Linked DNA regions of Oryctolagus cuniculus: all the other regions are linked to region 1. Evidence: chromatin contacts called from public Micro-C data. All regions are on one chromosome and are shown on one strand. The core of a region is the stretch at or near the end of the contact, and the rest is flanking DNA. Distances in the headings are between cores, read along the strand shown.

Evidence for each region. Hi-C and Micro-C count contacts between places; a contact is called where the count stands out from the background.
Region 2: a Micro-C map of ear pinna shows a contact between it and region 1, with 2.0 times the contacts expected there. The contact joins the promoter of TEX2 here to the promoter of ERN1 in region 1. A contact is called at or near these places in 2 of 6 Hi-C or Micro-C datasets (ear pinna and skin fibroblasts).
Region 3: a contact with region 1 is called in a Micro-C map of ear pinna, with 3 times the contacts expected there. The contact joins the promoter of ICAM2 here to the promoter of ERN1 in region 1. A contact is called at or near these places in 2 of 6 Hi-C or Micro-C datasets (ear pinna and an unstated tissue).

The regions. Positions count from the first base shown.
Region 1 is chr17:14,552,665-14,556,560 of mOryCun1.1, reverse strand. It overlaps ERN1 (endoplasmic reticulum to nucleus signaling 1), which reads right to left and starts at 1,939. Exons shown (of 22, transcript XM_008271709.4): 1 at 1,725-1,939. The coding sequence starts at 1,778.
Region 2 is chr17:14,415,028-14,418,993 of mOryCun1.1, reverse strand. It overlaps TEX2 (testis expressed 2), which reads right to left and starts at 1,942. Exons shown (of 12, transcript XM_070060475.1): 1 at 1,804-1,942.
Region 3 is chr17:14,740,600-14,744,101 of mOryCun1.1, reverse strand. It overlaps ICAM2 (intercellular adhesion molecule 2), which reads right to left and starts at 1,658. Exons shown (of 6, transcript XM_008271705.4): 1 at 1,309-1,658; 2 at 307-463. It overlaps LRRC37A3 (leucine rich repeat containing 37 member A3), which reads left to right and starts at 1,677. Exons shown (of 14, transcript XM_070060480.1): 1 at 1,677-1,848.

The sequences.
Region 1 (3,896 bases), core at 690-3,189:
CTTGCCTGAGGGCGCAGCCAGCAAGCGACCAGGTAGAACTCCCGTTTGTCTATTTTATAGTAATTGCATTCTCCACATTACTGCTGCCTAGTTTAACTGCAAACTTTGTTTTTACTCAGCATTTTAAAATAATCACTCTTAAACTTTCACTGGGAGAAAATTCTAGGACTGGAATTCTGACCTTTTATCTAAAAATCTGCTATACTAAAACATAACCTTTTGATAAGCATCTGAAAAATATTTTACCATGAACTCTGAGAAGTCTGGATTTCTAAAAACAATGTGGAGATGTTTACAGGAACAGAAACTATAGTCCCAACTAAAGTTAAACAGTTCTTTTTGGCTCTTTGGCTTAAGTGATTTTCTCACTAAAACACTAGAATCCAATGGAAGAACAGCAAATGGAAAGATGTGAAAAGAATACCACATACGGGCAGACCCTGATGACACGAAATGGTCAATTTCCATGTCAAATGTTGTGAACAGAGGCCAGGCAGCAGTGAACCAATCCAAGGTGAAATATTCAAGTTGAAAACCTGACCCAGCTGTGAAAATGGATTTAAAAAAAATTTTTTTTAACCTACAAAGTCTGACTATGAACAAACATCTACAAATTTGTGTCTTAAAAATTCCTGAATTTGAAAAAGCTCCCCTGGATTACTTTGGCTGCTTCCAAATTCTTGCTACTCCAGGAGCACAATTATTTACCAGTTCAAAGAGTTCGCCGGGGAGCTGGCACCCAGGTACACACATGTCAGCTCTCCACCTGGACACCTGGTACGTGATATGCCATATTAAAGAGCACACAGTGCCTTTCAAGAAGTCATTAAACGGAACCTGTCTACATGTGCCAGACCCACATCCTGAACAATACGTTTTTTTAAAAAAGCACTCACTGATCCAGGTTCTTTAACCAGAAAGGGGGGTATGGGGGGGGGGCAACCTGTCCACAAAATGTCCTCCCTAGCCTTGGTGCCCAAATGCCCAGCCGGAATGACGGGCGTAAATAGTTAAATCAAGGCCCACCAGGCTCCTATCGGTCCCCTATCTCCAGAGTTCTGGCGGCCCGCGGAGCTCTTGCATTTGAAGTCGTGAGCCGCCTCACTCCGGGACCTATGCGGTCCTAAAAGGGTCCGATTCTTAACTTTCTCACCGAAGTCCAGGCGCACATAAGGAATCTCCCAGGAAACCTGCAGGGCAGGTAGCAGGACCCAGTCCTCGAGCGCGAATGCGCACCCAGCCCTGCTGCGCCCCTCTCCCAAAGTCCGGTCAAGGACTGGAAAACAGGACATCCTCTTCCGCGGCCACTGCCGGGCAGAGCCGGCGCCCACCTGTGTGAGGGGAGGGTCCGGCAGGTGGGCGGCCTCCCGGGGGCCCCCGGTCTCCCGAAGACGCCGAGGTGCCGCCCACAGCGCCACGAAGTTGCGCCGGAGCCCACGGCGCTCCTGGAGCCGCTGCCTGTGACAGCCGCGCCGGCCTCGAGGCCGCTGGGGTGGCGGACGCTCGGCGTGGCCGGCTGCGGCCACGACTGCTCCGGGGAAGCGCTCCCGGCCCGCGCCGCCTCCCACGCCCCGGCAGCGGCCAGGCGGGACACACTCGGCCTCGGGCGGCAGCCACGCTCCCGGCTCGAACTCCGACCCCGGCGGCCGCAGCGACCCTCCCCCGGCCACGACCCAGCCCGCCGCGAGCTGTCCCCACGCCGCTCTCCCTCCCGGGTCACTCACCCCAGAGCTGGGCAGCAGCAGCGCCAGGAACAGCAGCAACCGCCGGGCCGGCATGGTGGGGACGCGGCCCTGGCTCCGGGCCCAGCTGGCCGGCTCCGGGGGCGGCGCGGTCGGAGGACGGGCGGGGGCGCCGAGACGACAGCGCGGCAGCGGCGGCGACGGCGCCTCAGCGGACGCACAGCTCACTAGGTGGCGGCGGCACCCCCATTCCCGGCCCTATAAGCGCCCGGCACCGCCGCTTCTTCCGGTCGGGGCGGGGCTAAGAGGCGGGGCGGGGCGGGCCCGATCTAGGGGTGGGACCTATGGCCGGGTGGGGCGGAGCCTAAGGCGGGGCCCTGGGCGAAGCCTCTAGGGGGCGGGGCCTGGGTGCTCCGGGCCTTGGGCTGGCAGCGGCGGCTGAAGAGGTGGACCTGGCTGCGGCATGAGGCGGGTGGGAGCGCTGGACGACTGACTCCAGGGCCTTGTCCGAGAACTGGGGGAGACCGGCAACATGTTCAGGCGGCGCCACTGACTCTGCCCAGGGACCCACCGCGTGACTGGATCCGGGAGAGGCCGGGACCCCCGTCTCCATCTTCCTACCGAGGTGAGATCAGCCACCAGGTTGAGGAAGCGCCCTCCGGAGCGAGGATTTCGGCAATGGAAGGGAGATTCCGGCAGCCGGCGCCGGGCTCGGGGCCCGGGGTCCTCCAGCTGCGCCCGCTATGCCCCGAAGGCCCTCAGGAATTCCCCCTCGGTCGTGTCCAGCAGCCGTCAGTTCCCCTTTGGAGTGAACCGTGACCAAGTCACCCACCGCAAGCTGCGCGGACCGCCTCGTGTGTTTACTGGGACATGTGAAGACGCGGCTTCCAGGAGCTTGGGACCACCTGAACCACCACTCACTCGCTGAGGGGCCTGGCTGTGTTGAAGACTTGCACAAGGTCAAGTTGAAGGTCACAGAGCTGTCAGAATGAAAGAGCCGCGCCGCTGTTCAGTCTCTGGGGGCTGCCCTCCACCAGCCAGAGACGGGGAGGAAGGACATGTTTGTAACAAGAGAGTAAAATTCGCAGCCCAAGGAAAAAAAATGTCTTAAATATCACGCTGGGAGGAAAAAGAAAAAGTGGACACCAACTTCTCTAAAATTTCTTGGCAATTCTTGGTCTGGGCAAAACGACTAAGCAATGCTGGAGAAAGCAGCAAAGAAGTGTGGGAAGCCAGCAAATGCCAGCCACGGGCTCTCTGGGTCAATCCGATCCAAGTACAGCAGCCAGAGATGCTCCTGGGGAACCCGAACCTCGTGGATAGAATTCCCCATCCCTCACCCCCTCATCCAGGCCCCTGTTAAGGGACAAATTCCTACTGGTGCCACTGAAGAGCAGGACGAATCTGGGCAGTAGATACACCTGCAAAGAGGTCTGGGTTGGCAGAGGTGTGGGAACACAGGCCCCAGCACTCCTGAGGGCGGCGGCTGGATGCCCAGGCAGGAGCCTCCCGCCCCGAAACTGGGAGGAGTTCTTTACAGGTTACCTGTCCCTCTTGCAAGCTGACAGCAGGATCTGTGAGCCCACGTGCCTCAGTGAAAGGAGAAGCTGACACACAAACACTACTCTCACATCCCCTCTCCAGTGGTTTTCCTCGGAGATGGGGGGGGGGGTGATGGCTGGCCTGCTGGAACCTGGGTGGCCCTTTTACAATGCAAAATGTCACCCTGACCCTGTAAGTGCAGCAGAGAGAACACAAAGCGGAACGCTGACCTCGATGTGACTCATGAATCAGTTTCAAAGATCTGGAAAGAAAAATAAATATCTGTTCCAAGGAGCCTGGACCAGGTAGATAGAGAAGGGGTCTTGGAGCCCCTTCCCCCACAGGTACCTTTGCTCCTGTAAGAGTCATCTGCCGGCATGCAAGTTGGGGAGGAGCGCATCTGGGCCCACGGAGTCCCCCTTCCCCCAGGGGGTCACTCTAATAAGCAGCTGTCTCCCTACAGCAGCCGAGCAGCTCGCAGAGGGGTAGGTGTGGTACAGCAGGCTCAGCTGCTGTTTGGGACATCCGCATCCCATATGAGTGCCTGGTTCAAGTCGGGCCACTCCGCTTCCCACCAGCTTCCTGCTAATCCAAGGCAGCCGGTGTTGGCCCAAGTACTTGGGTTCTGGCCACGGACATGGGAGAGCTGGATGGAGTTCCAGGCTCCTGGCT
Region 2 (3,966 bases), core at 693-3,192, 140 kb after region 1:
AATAAAAAATTCAAACGCTGTTTGATATGAAAAGTAAAGATGTAAAGAGTTCCCCATCGCTCTTTTTAGTTCTGGCATATTCTGTGCCTCCTCCTCTTTCTTTCCTCAAGAGCTTCAGAAAAACCTCAGAAACCGGGAGAGCCTGATTGGAGGGAAGGCAAATCCCGTGCCGGGAACAAAATCCTCACCCCTTTTCGCTCCATCGTATCTACAGTGCAGAGCAGCTAGTGGCACACAGCAGACTCTCAGTACAGAATATTTCTCTCTGACTCCAGGAGTCTCTTTCTCTCCAAACATCCTCTACGTCTGTTGTCTGAAAGCCTGATCGTCCTGCGTCTTCCCCGCACGCACGCTGACGGCACCACCAGGAACAGTGCCTGTCCCATCTTCTCACCCACGGCCTCCCCGGGCTCTTCAAGCCCCCAACACTCAGCCCCAAACAACCCTGCACTTACTTTTCCCTCCCGCTGGGTTACCAGCACGCGCTGATCTGAGTCAAGGGCAGTCCCAAGCCCTCTGCACCCCTCTCCCAGCCTTCCCTGACCCCTCAGAGACTCAGAGCAGGAAAGAAATCCCACGACAAAAATCTCACTTCCCATACACGTGGACCTCGGGCCAATTCTGGGGAACACGGGAATAGTGAGTGCATGGGTTGGGTAAAAACCGAACGAGGGCTCCGACTCTTCCAGCAGAAACCTGCGGGGTCACTGCACTCCGACGCTCACCAGCCTGCAGTCCGCAGACTCTCCGTACCCCTGGGGTGCAAGTCACCTGCAGCTTACAGCCGGCTCTGCTAAATCCCTTCGTGAGCATCGTCAACACACAGAAAAACTTCCTTTCTCTCCAGTCCCGGGCAGGGCAGCGGAGGTGTGCAGAGGCTCCGTCCCTGCCCTCAAGGAGCCCACGCTTTCCCTTCAACTCTTAAAAATAAAAAATAGTGCGGGCGTCCCCTACGCAGTGTCCACAGAGCGCAGTGGTGACAAAGTAAGCACTTCCTAGCTCCGGAGAAACGGCAAGGGTGGAAAGCAGACTTTGCCCTTGCATTGGATGCCCGGTAACCATAACAACCGGTGGTGTCAGTAACTATCAACCCACCGCCGGGCTAAGTTGTCCAAAAATCCTGTTCCAAGAGGGGAACTCCCTCGCCGCGCCCGTGTGCGCGCGCGGTGCCGCGGCTCTCGGGTCTGGGCTCCCGGGCCAGCACCCGGCGCTCCCCGCAGGGCACCCGGCGTTAGGCCTCAGCCCAATGTCACTTGTTCACCTCCCGATCCCCTGCGTTTCGGCTCGCCGCCGCCCCCTGCCTTCGGACCACCTGCCTTCTTCCAGGAGTCGGGGGGGAAAGACCCAGGCGAAGACCACCGCGGCGCACGCAGCCGCGGCTCTCAACTTCCAGGCGCGTCGCAGGTGCCCCAGGGGGCCGGCACCCACCCGGGGCCCCGTCCACAAAACCGCGGTCTGTCTTCCCACTAGTTTGCGTGTGGAGGGTGCTGCGGGGACCGAGCCCCGCGACGACGGGCAGCGGGACGCGCCGGCAGGCACCTGCGGCCGGGGTCATGCCCGACCCGCTCGTCAGGGCCCTGAGGGAAGGAAGGGTTCGCCCGGGGCGTCGCAGGTGGGCGTCCCCGTCAAGGCCGGAGCCTTGACAGCCGAGTGAGGGGCCGGCCCCCCGCGCCCCGCAGCGCCAACGGCCGCGGGAACCCAGCCGGTCCTCTGAAGAGGACCCTGCGGAGTCGGGCCCCCGAGTCCGGGCCTTGCCCGCTGGGCTTCTCCCTGGACCGCCCCACCCGACGCAGGCACGCTCACCCCGGATCCGCTGGCCGCTTCATGGTACTGCGCCGGCGCCCGTGCTCCACGGCCGCCGCGGCTCCGGCTTCGACTGGGGCTCGGGCTCCGGCCGCCGTCCTGCCGCCCGCCCGCCCCCGGGCACCGGCCGCCCCGCCCCGCCGGCGGACCCGCCCCGCGCCCGCCGCCGCCGCCGCCAACCACAGGGCAGCGTGGGCGGAGCTAGACGCTCGCCAGGCCCGACCAATCCAGCCCCTACCGGGCGCCAAGGACCGGCCGCGGAAATGGGCGGGCGATTCGTCAGGGCTGTTAAAGGAGCCGCTGCCCACCAGGCTGGGGAGTGGGGCGGCGAGGGGGTCACCGAAGGGAGACCCGAACGGGAGGGATAAAATCGCTTCTCTCCCAAGAGGGCACCGACACTGCCCCCAGCTCTTTGCGCTTAATTTCCTCTTCTTACAGCTAAGCAACAAGTGCCCCAGACCGATTGGAAAACAGGCTCTGAGAACCAAGGACATCCGGCTTGGGCAAATTCACTCCGATTTGGGTTTTAAAGGGTAGTCAGACAGATCTATCCGCCCCCCCCGCCCCCCCCCCGCCCCGGCTGATTGCAGAAATGTGCTTCAAAAAACAAATTCCCAGCCTCCCGCCCGCGCCGTCCAGTCCCTAACTGGCCCTGTTGCTAGTTCTTAGAGCTGGGGACGCATCCAGCGTAGACCAGTTTTAGGCGGTACCCGAGGCGCAGGATGGGCCTCCTTGGGTGGCAGTGCCCATCCAAGCACTTAGCACCCGTGAGCACCACCCAGGCACACCCTTTGCCTTCTGGGGCGGTGAATCCTGTATTTCACCGTGTCTGGATGGCCTGGGGAAATGTGTATTTCTCAACACCACTCTCCCAGGTGGTTCTGATGGAGGTGCTAAACGGCCACTCTCAGAAGTGTATTTCTGGTCTGTCATACTCAGGGAGTTCAAATCCAACTGCCAAAAACAAACTAAACTCCTTTTAATCCTCTAAACGAAGTGGTTGGGAGGCTGGAGATCACCTTTTGAGAAACTGAGGACGCTTGCTTGATTGCACCTGCTGAGGACTGATTTTAGAGGGACCCTGGACCCAGGTGAAGCTTGAAATTTGGAGGAGGAAGGGCCAGGTTGAGATCTGGAGCTGCAGGAAGCCAGTCTTGTTCTCTGACTAGTGAGACAGCACATAAAACACACCCTTGCCTGTCATCATCACCAGGCCCAGGCACAACCCCACCTGCTGGTGCCACGTTCCAATGCTGCCAACCCTGCTCACCCTCCTGGCCTTGTTCCTCTTCTCCTCCCAGTGTCCCAGGCACCTGGGTGACCCGGGAGTCACTGCCCTCACACCTGAGGTCAGCCTCCTCCCACCTGAACCTCACCTACACAGATCTTGGCTCTTGGAGCGGCATCCATGCCACAACCCTCCCCCTCCCCCGCTGTGATATCTGATGGGCCCTCTGCCAGGGACAAGCTCCCCCCCCCCCCCATGCAGATTGATCAGCCTCATCAGGGTCGAATCTGGGTTGTAAACATCACTGCCTGCCTCCCACAGGAAACAAATGCTCGTCCCAACAGGAGAGGGCTCCCGCTGTGGGTGTCTTGAAGCTTGCAGCCAAGTCATGTTTATGAATGGGGACAGCCTGAAGCTCTTCTGGGCCACGTTTTCAAAGCTCCAAGAAAGAGGGAAAGGGAGACAAGCAGACACCTGGAGCTGCATCTCTGTAAGTGTCATCACTTGTCTCCCTGCCCTCACCAAACGCTACAGAAGTTTCATTAATCCGTGCAACATTAACCTGGCCTAACTAGGCACCAAGAACATCCAAATGAATGCTGAAAGGAGCCCTTCTTCTTGGCAAGTGCGGAATTTAGATGCAAAAAAAAAAAAAAAACCTCATAATTAAATTACTATTCTACTATTCCCTACCTATTAAGAGAATACCAAGTACCGGATATGATGCCACATCCTTTGCACGTATTAATTCCCTGAAACCTTACAGTAACCTGTGTAGCAGCTGTGATGGTGTCTTCATTTTATGCATGCAGACACTGACTCTAAGAGGATTGGTGATGTATCCAGATTACAAGGCTAGTTAAACACTCATGGCCCTAAGGACCACGCTCCCCCCTTGCTGCCTTGCTCCAGTGCCCGCCAAAAATGCCTTCTCA
Region 3 (3,502 bases), core at 409-2,908, 190 kb before region 1:
GGAGGCAGCAAATGATGGTTCAAGTAGTTGGGGCCCTGCCATCTAGAGAGAGATTTGGATTGAGCTCCTGGCTCAGCCTGGCCCATTCCCAGCTGTTGTGGGCATTTAGTGGAGTGAACCAGAAAATGGGAGGTCTCTGTCTCCCTGCATTTCAAATAAAATAATTAATTAAAAATTAAGACCAGGAGCTAGCATTGTGATGCTGCAGGTTAAGCCGCTACTTGAGATGCCAGCATCCTAACATCAGAGCCCTATTCAAGTCCTGGGTGTTCTACTTCCAATCCAATTCCCAACTTTTCCACTAACCTGGAAAAGCAGCCAATGATGGTCTAAATACTTAGGCTCCTGCCGCCATGTTGGGAGACTCAGAATTCCAGACTCCTGGCTTCAGTCTAGCCCAGCCTCAGTAGATGCAACTATTTGGGAAGGTGAACCAGCAGATGGAAGATCTGTTTCTGTGACTCTGCACTTCAAATACAAAAAAAAAAAAATCAATATATTTTTTTAATGGTCATATGAATGGCCCTGTCTGAAAAAAATTAAATCTGGGATTTCCAATTTTTTTATTTTAATACCCAAGTAAAAAATATATCAAAACAACTATCCACCATCAGTCAGTTTCCATAAAGCAATTTTTGGCATTAAAATTGTAGGTAGGGGCAGCACAGCAGGTTAAAGCCCAGGCCTGCAGCACCAGCATCCATGCAGGTGCAGGTTCGAGTCCCGGCTGCTCCACTCCGATCACGCTCCCTGCTAATGAGCCTGAGAAAGCAGCAGAAGATGGCCCAAGAACTTGGGCCCCTGCACCCACGTGGGAGAACCAGAAGCTCCTGGCTTCAGATGCACGCAGCTCTGGCTGTTGCAGCCACTTGGGGAGTGAACCAGCAGATAGAAGACCTCCCTCTCTGTAGCTGTCTTTCAAATAAACTTTAAAAATGTTTAAAAATTGGGTGGGGGGGGGGCTATACTTGCAGGAGAATGAAATGGAATAAATTCATTTTATGAAATAGATAAAAATAAGCCCTGATATTGTCCCTTTCTCATTTTGCTGAGGACAGGTGTACCGGCCCAGATCTGAGGATCATTGTGAAGAAACCAGCGCAGGCCCCCTGCTGGCCCTGGCCCCGTTCCAGGACTAAAATAGGCCGTGGAACATTGCTTCTCTGTTACTCCGCCAAGTAGTCCACTACAACCCCTGGAGCACCTCTTCCCGGGCACCCAACCCGATTTCCTCGCAAACTTCTCTCCTCACTCTACCTCCCGACCCACGCCGTCCGGCCGCCACAAGCAGAATCTCGGCAGAATCACCTAGGGCAACCAGGGAATTCTTTGTAAGGATTTCAGACCAGGCTGTCGGTGGCTTAGTGAGTTATGCTGTGAGCTGCGCATGGGAAACGCCTGAAAACAGCTGTCCCCAAGGCCTGCCTCCTCAGGGCCGGGTCCCGCGAGCTCGGTGGGAAGCGCTGGTCTCCTTCGCGCGTGAAGCTGAAGCTGGCTGCTATGAACATGTCCAGCCCTTCCGTCGTGTACGCCCACCTGTGGGGCTCTAACACACTCGAACACAAGCCCTGAAACCTTTGAGGCGGGAAACGAAAGGAATGGGCGCCGCCCGCCGTCCACCGCCCTGGGCGGGAGGGAACCAGAGCAGCGTCGGCCCCGCCCCTCGAACGCGGCGCTCACCAAAACTGGCGGGCGCGCCGTGCGCAGGCGCAGTAAGGCTTGAGCCGGAACCGCGCAGGCGCAGTAGCACCAGGACGGCAGCGTTGGACGGTATCGTGTGCGGTTCCCTCAGAGGGGTGAAACTTTGTTGGTGTGAGAGCTGAGCTCTGGACCTGTTAAGGTAGCTAGGTAGGTATCAGCCTATGTGTGCAAGAGGGACAGAAGATGAGGTTTTTAAAGAAAATGAAATTTTTTTTAGCAATGGAACGAGGAAACAAGCCCCAGACACAGACCAACAATTGCACCTGAAGAATTTGCTCTTGTTCAGTGAGCCTGTTAGGGTTCGGCCCTCTCCCCGGGGCAGCTCAGGGGAATCCCCCTACCCTGCACAGAGGGGCCATCAGGCCCAATAACACTGCGCTAGGGTCCTAGGATGTTCAGGAATTCTACACCCAGAAAGCCCCCACTAAGAATTTCCCAGTAGAGGGAGACGGTCAGGAAGAATGAGGGACACATACTAATGTCCATAAAAACTCCGATCTGAATGCAGACTGGGTTCCCAGGGGCCACGCACAGCGCTCTTCGCAGCGTTCTCCCAGTTTGGCCTTCTGTATTCAGTCCGGGTCTTCCCAAACGCCGCCGTGGCCCGTCCTGGTTTCTATGCCATCATCAAGTTTTATTCCACGAGGGATGCCCGCAGAGCCCAGGCGGCCTGTGACCGGAAGCTGTTTTTTCAGGAGACTCCAGTGAAGATGGGAGTCTTCTCATGGAATTCGTGGCTCCGCTGGGTGAAGTGGAGAATTCCGTGAGAACAGTGTAGCGCTTGTCTGGTTCTCTGGCGTACAGAATGCTTTCAGATGCATTGTCTCGCCTTGTGCCACTGGTCGTCAGTTTTGTTGGGTGAAGAAATTCAAATTCAGGGTGGTGAGGGGACTTGCTTAAGGTTCAGTAACTGGAAGCTAGAGGTCAAACCCAAACTTACAGATGCCAAGTCCTAGGTCATTGTATGCTGCCCTTTAAGAAATCTTCATCGGAAGAGTTCTGTTTATATTTCTGTGTGTGTAGATTTAAAATGTATGAGCTTAGTAAGCTCTTGCCAGTTGTAACATAAAGGATGCTTTATCACCATTGGCATCATCACTCTCAAATCGCCTCTCCAGAGTCCCCTTCAGAGCCCAAGGATGCCCCAGTCATTCTCTAATGAATTGTAGACAGCCTCTTCCATATGCACATGCCATCCAATTTTACTTTCCCAGAGCCCCTCAGCCATAGCTCATTGTGTAACTCAATAATTTCTTTTTTCAAGTACCAGTTCACTTCCTGTTACTTGATGTGACTACTTCCTATGACCTTGCCTCCTATTCTTGCCAGTATTCCTTTTTTCATCAATTTAACCTTTACTGAACCTGAGAATCCTATTCAGTAGTGATTCCTGGTATACTATATCTGCATCTGTACCCTGTTCAACACCCTCTTCAATCCTGGATTCACGTTCTTTGATCAAAATGATTACGTGTTGGGACCAGCATTGGGGCACAGTGGGTTAAGCCACCACTTGAGACTCTGGCGTCCCACAGCAGAGTGCTGGTTCAAGTCCCAGCTGCTCTACTTTTTTTTTTTGTTTAAGATTTATTTTATTTATTTGAAAGACAGAGTTACAGAGAGAGGTAGAGACAGAGAGAGGGATCTTCCATCCACTGGTTCACTCCCCAGATGGCTGCAACAGCTGGAGCTGCACCGATCCGAAGCCAGGAGCTGGGAGCCTCTTCCAGGTTTCCCACATGGGTGCAGCGGCCCAAGGACTTGGGCCATCTTCTACTGCTTTCCCAGGCCATAGCAGAGA